Regions from separate parts of the Ovis aries genome. Here region 1 is linked to region 2. The links are chromatin contacts, called in public Hi-C maps. All regions are on one chromosome and are shown on one strand. Each heading gives the region's core, a stretch centred on a gene start, on an enhancer-like site or on the middle of the called end of the contact. The rest is flanking DNA. Distances are from core to core; before and after follow the strand shown. Region 1 overlaps DLC1 (DLC1 Rho GTPase activating protein). Region 2 overlaps DLC1 (DLC1 Rho GTPase activating protein).

Region 1 (3,148 bases), core at 607-3,106, 89 kb before region 2:
TTAACTATTAATAAATTAATGGATCACTTTTAATCCTTTCCTCAAGCTATGTTCAAGTGGCTTTGAATATATTTCTTTGGAATTGTTCATTTATCTTGTTTTACTCCTGTCTCAATTATTTCTTTCTCATTTTCTGTAGTTGACTCATTTTCTATACTGACATTTTTAGCAAAGAGATAATAAAAATGATAGAGAATGGAAAGAGAAAGTAATGGTGCTCCCATAATTTTTTAATATAATAATTTCAAATTTTATTTTGTTATGATTTCAGAAAGTTAAAATATTTTAAATTTCTATAGAAAAACATACATGGATACCTCACCAATACTAATGCTAAAAAAATAATGCATATATAATTTATATTTTCCTATAAATATAAATTTTCTTTCTTATAAAATAATAGGCTATCTAATGGTAAAATAAATTATAGGTACAGTAAAAACTTTAGAAGGAAGTGATCTCCTTTTTCTTAGTCTTAATTTTCTTTTAATTTTAAATTCTTCCTTTTATTCTTTTAGTTTCCTATCCGTTATTCTTCACAATGTAAAATTCCAGTATTTTATTAATTAAAGGAGTCTAACATTATGACCAGAGAAGGCAATGGCAACACACTCCAGTACTCTTGCCTGGAAAATCCCAAGGACGGTGGAGCCTAGTAGGCTGCAGTCTATGGAGTCGCTAAGAGTCAGGCACAACTGAGCGACTTCACTTTCATGCACTGGAGAAGGAAATGGCAACCCACTCCAGTATTCTTGCCTGGAGAATCCCAGGCATGGGGGAGCCTGGTGGGCTGCCGTCTATGGGATCGCGCAGAGTCGGACATGACTGAAGAGACTTAGCAGCAGCAGCAGCATTATGACACAGAATTATAGTCATGTAATTTCTCTGCTTACTCAGGTTTAAAGTTTATTATGACTACCATGGATTGTTTTTAAATTGTATTTATTTTAATTCATACCAGCTATTTTATGGATAATCTTATTGAGATCTGCATCAAAAAGAAATAACCTCTCACCGATTTTGAATTATAAGGCTTCCTTCTGGAAAACAAATAATATATTAAAACTGTTTATTTTACCTTTCTGTATGTCCACTGCCACAAGTCTCAGTAAGGAATGCCAGGTATGGATTATCCTTTGGATTATAACAATTAACAATAACCTCAAATAACATGCTACACTAATATAAATCATAACTAATTCTGGATGATAGCTGAACGGTATACTCAAGCATATACACTCAGGAATAATTTCAAAGTCAGACCAAATAGGAATCCAAATATTTGTCTATGTTAATGTAACCTATTGATTACACCCTTCTAATAAATGTTTTATATTGTGATAAGACCTGCAACAGTGCCAATACTAAAAGGCTGGGATGTTTTTGTGAAAAAACTCTTTTACAGGTTGACTTAGCTTTTGTCCACGAAGGGATCCTCGTCTTCTCTTCTCACTCTCTCTCTCTCACACACACACATAAACACATACACGAATACAGTGTTTTTCAGAAAATGTAAAATAGATAATGCAGGACTGTAATCTCTAAAAGGTCAAAAAAGCAAATAGATGAGCTATCCTATTGCCCCACCTTACTGCCTGGGAGACATTTCTGGGTCATGGAGCAGAAATAGGAAAGCCACACACAACCTGACAGTCTTGAGGGGAAAGAGATCAGAGTTTGTGGGACTGAAGCAGGGCAGAAGGCACGGCATAGAGAGTGAGCTTAGGAGGTCTGCAGAGGGGTCTCCCCAAACGCTTGACTGAATGCTCATTGGCACATGTATAAGAAGGAGCTCTCCAAAGCCAGGGAAAGAGGTATGGGAGGTCAGGAGGCAGATAACTTCCTGGAGCTAATGAAGTGAAAGTGAAAGTCGCTCAGTCGTGTCTGACACTGTGCACCTGTAGAGCCCGTGGAATTCTCCAGGCCAGAATACTGGAGCGGGTGGCGTTTCCCTTCTGCAGGCAATTTTCCCAGCTCAGGGATCAAACCCACGTCTCCCACACTGCAGGCAAATTCTTTACCAGCTGAGCCACAAGGAAGCCCCTTTCACTTTCACTGAAGCCTAGGATTGCTTCTGTTCCCACCAGTTGGCATAAGGAGTCCTCAGGTAATCTGGGGCACTGGATGAAATCCCCAAAAGAGTTATGTGTCAGTAGGGGGACTAAATTAGTGTCAGAAAAATGGCTGCTACTGACCTGCCAGCAGAAGAAAGGAAATAATAAAATAAGACAGAAATCATGGAAATTGAAAATGGACAAATGATAGAGAAGATCAAATCTATTTCTTTGAAAATAATCAATAAAATTGATTAACATCTATTTGGGTTAACTAGAAATAAAAATTAAGTTTAACAAGGTCATAAGATTCAAGGTCAACATAAAATAATCAGTTGTATTTCCATATACTAGCAATTAACGACTGTAATTAAAATAAATGCCACTTATGATATGATTAAAAAATATAAACTACTTAGAGACAGATTTAACAACTACTTAGAGACAGATTTAACAAATATGTAGACAAAAACATATACATTAAATGCTATAAGAAACTGCTAAGAGAAACTAATGACTGAAATAAATAGCGACATATACCATGTTCATGGATTTGAAAACTCAAAATTGTTAGGGTTTTCCCCATAATAATCTCCCCTTAATAATACATAGATTCAACATGAAAACAATGAAAATTCCATGAGGGTTTTTAAAAAAAACTTGACAAGTTGATTCTAAAAAGTATTTTTGAAAATACAAATGACTATATGAACCTAAAAAGACTTTTAAAAAGAAGAGCAATTTTTAGATGATTTACACTACCTGATTTCAAGATTGACTATAAATCTTCAGTAATCAATTCAAGGAAGGATGATACTGATTTTAAGGATAGACATATAGGCCAATGGAACAAAATAAAAATTCCCAAAATAGGTCCATACTTACTACACATTCAGTTGATTTTTGATAAAGATGCCAAGGTAAGCCATTGGGGTAAGATAATTATTTTCAAATGTTGCTGGGATAACTGGGTAACCATATGGGAAAAATGAATCTCCACACTTACCTCACACTTTAAGCATTAAGTCTAAATGGACCATGAACCAGAAACCTAAATGTAAAACTCTAAGACTCATAGGAGAAATTTCGTGACT
Region 2 (3,059 bases), core at 458-2,957:
CAACTCTGTGTGACCTTATGGACTGTAGCCCACCGGGCTCCTCTGTCCATGGGATTCTCCAGGCAGGAATACTGGAGTGGGTTGCCATGCCCTTCTCCAGGGGATCTTTCCAACCCAGGGGTCGAGTCCAGGTCTCCTGCATTAGCAGGCAGATTCTTTACCATCTGAGCCAACAAGGGAATTTGCCCTCTAGTATTATTGCCTGATTGTTATATGTATGCTAATCTTGTTACTAAAACAAAACTATAAACAAGGGAATGTGTGGACGAGGGAACGGAACTTACGTTATGTTTAGAATAATGCACAAAATTTACCCTAGTCTGGGTCCCTGTGTAACCTCTCTGCTGGTCCCTTCCCATTCCCTAAGCATTTCACATACTTTCCTGTTGCAGGGCCTTTGCGCATATTTCCTATCTAGAATTCTCCTCTTCTGACTCTTTTCATCCCCACGAATGGCTTCTTCTCATCATTCAGGCATTACAACATCCTAGAGAGGCCTTTCTAGATTATCCTACTAAAAGATTTACTTCCTCTTATCTCTGTTTTTCCTATTACTTTCCTTATCACAATGCAGTCATTCATTTACTCCACAATGATGCATATTTGCCTACTCTGTGCATGGTAATGGCATACAATAGTTGGTCTCCAGGAGACTACACTTTCGGGGTAGAAACAGGACTCATACACTCTCATAAATCATTGCAAATTCCTAATCCTGTTAAGATCTATGAATGAGAGCCTGTGGAGTTAACCTGTAAGTATCTGACTTTGGATTTCTTTGTGGTTTGTTATCTGTCTCCCGCTTGAATATGTGTTTCCTAAGGGCAGAGTCCTGGCTTTCTATCTGGTTCTCCACTGTAGCCTCACAGTACGCACATTTAACAGATGTTATTGAATAAATGAATGCCAAGCATTTACATTTACTCTTTCTGTTATACGTCATGGTGACCAGGAGAACTACGTACCATTATCCTAATTTCACGGATTAACAGCACTGACGCTCAGATAAGACATTAGTTCTGGGTTGTGAAACTGGTGACGGAAACAGAAGTTGAACTAGCTTATATTCCAGGTTATTGCTCTTTCTATTTCACAAAAGGTACGGGAGACAAAGAAAAAATGACTGTAAATTGCGTTACTCTGATGTAGAACGTAAGCGGTCATTTTCCTGTGCAAAAATGAAAACAAACCAACCGACCTGCTACCATGCAAAAGAATCTTACAACTTTACTTTCCAATGGCATTGCAGGATCAACAAACTCTAACCTTGCCAAGCAAGCTCAAATATTTCTGGTGTTTAGTGATTGCAAAATTGGATTTTGTTTGGATCTCTTTATATTTGGCACCAAAACAGCAACTTGAACAATCAAGAGCAAAGCTGTATGCTTGTGTGGCATTTGCTTGACTTGGCTAAAGGAAACCAGGTACAAAGGTACATACTCTCTTAACTCTCTGTTCTCTAAGTTCTCAGAAACTGGGAAGAAATGCCTACAGTCGTTTCTTTATTATGTTGCATGCGTGTTAGCAGGGAGGGACTTGCACGTGTGTGTGCGTGTGCGTGTGTGCATGTGCAAGTGTGCGTTTTGCTCACATATTTGTTTTTATATCCTCTGGTTTTCCCTCCGAGATCTCTCCTTTCAGATCTCGGATAATACAGGGCTAGCCTCCAGCTTAAGAGAAAAGCCAAGAGCTCACGGGGAGCCAGAGAGTACTAGTAAAGTGGTTTCTGGCTGAGATTCTCAGGTGACACTCTGAACTTTGCACAGAATGTCAGCCTGTCAGCTTTATTTTCAGATGTGCTCCCGGCAGCTTGCTTCCCTCCTCACAAGCATTGTTTTCAAGTGTCCAGGTCTCTGGTAATGCCACTCCTAGTCCTCCTCGTGTTGGTGACCTTAAGTACTGGAACAAAGCAATCTCTAAACTCAAGGAGATTTCCTTCTTGGAATCGAGTTAGGTGATTTTTAAATTTATCACATGCTAAAGACTTCTTTCCAATCTTCCAAAGATCAATCAAAACTAAACATCTTCCCCCTAATTAAATAAAAGCATGTTTATCTTAAGAAAAATTGTCTCATATTTCTAATTCAATTACCTGTAAACCATCAGAACAATAAGAGCTAATTGTTGCCTACAAATCTCTTTTTGAGTTTGTTAAAAGCTAACTGAAAAGTTTTCCCTTCATATTTAAGTAACCTCATATTCTGCCAAGGATTAAGTTTGGTATGTTTGAGATTGGATGATAAATCAGTGCCCAGAGACTTTCAACAGTTTCTTCATCTGGGACAAATGTCCTCCTGTTCTGATAAGTAATTTACATTTAATCCAATCTACATTCCATTAGTATAATCCTTAGCCATCTAACTCCATTTTTAATTTCCATTTCACAATCTCTATCCTATTACTAGCTTTCATGTATGTCAAGAGAGTACCCTGTAGGAATACATTTGTTGACACAAACAGGGAAAAATTACTTTGAGTTAAACTGATTACTCCTGGTCTTTGCAATGAGTCGCACACTGGGCTATGGAATCTAATCAGTCAAGTGACCATGTGGCTTGTGCTAAGGTGATGTAGAAGGAGCTGATCCTTTTGTGGTGTGTATCCTCCCTTGTCGGAGAAGGCAATGGCACCCCACTCCAGTACTCTTGCCTGGAAAAATCCCATGGACGGAGGAGCCTGGTGAGCTGCAGTCCATGGGGTCGCTGAGAGTTGGACACGACTGAGCAACTTCACTTTCACTTTTCACTTTCATGCACTGGAGAAGGAAATGGCAGCCCACTCCAGTGTTCTTGCCTGCAGAATCCCAGGGACGGGGGAGCTTGATGGGCTGCCGTCTACGGGGTCGCACAGAGTCAGACACGACTGAAGCAATTTAGCAGCAGCAGCAGCAGCATCCTCCCTTGTAGGAGGACTTACTGGTCTCAGTTCACCTGAAGACACCACGGTATTTCCCGGATCTTCTGGAAGGTAAATGATTCTGTGCCTTCATCCTGCAATAGATGTGATCAGCCCTCAAACACAAGGCACCTTGGAGTACATGGGATTCAAATGCAGAAGGT

The links. Hi-C and Micro-C count contacts between places; a contact is called where the count stands out from the background.
Region 1: a contact with region 2 is called in a Hi-C map of liver, with 2.4 times the contacts expected there. The contact joins two enhancer-like sites. A contact is called at or near these places in 3 of 16 Hi-C or Micro-C datasets (liver, mixed tissues and tail adipose tissue).

Annotation. Positions count from the first base shown.
Region 1 is chr26:22,893,794-22,896,941 of ARS-UI_Ramb_v3.0, reverse strand. The region is part of intron 5 of DLC1 (DLC1 Rho GTPase activating protein); the gene reads right to left. Among named protein-coding and RNA genes, the nearest start is that of C26H8orf48, 300 kb to the right of the region's middle. Within about 2 kb of position 1,856, at least 1 of the 54 cell types and tissues checked has an H3K27ac peak or open chromatin away from gene starts, as enhancers often do. A contact at or near this core is called in liver, where this site is marked.
Region 2 is chr26:22,804,874-22,807,932 of ARS-UI_Ramb_v3.0, reverse strand. All of the region lies in intron 4 of DLC1 (DLC1 Rho GTPase activating protein), which reads right to left. Among named protein-coding and RNA genes, the nearest start is that of C26H8orf48, 210 kb to the right of the region's middle. Within about 2 kb of position 1,707, at least 4 of the 54 cell types and tissues checked have an H3K27ac peak or open chromatin away from gene starts, as enhancers often do. A contact at or near this core is called in liver, where this site is marked.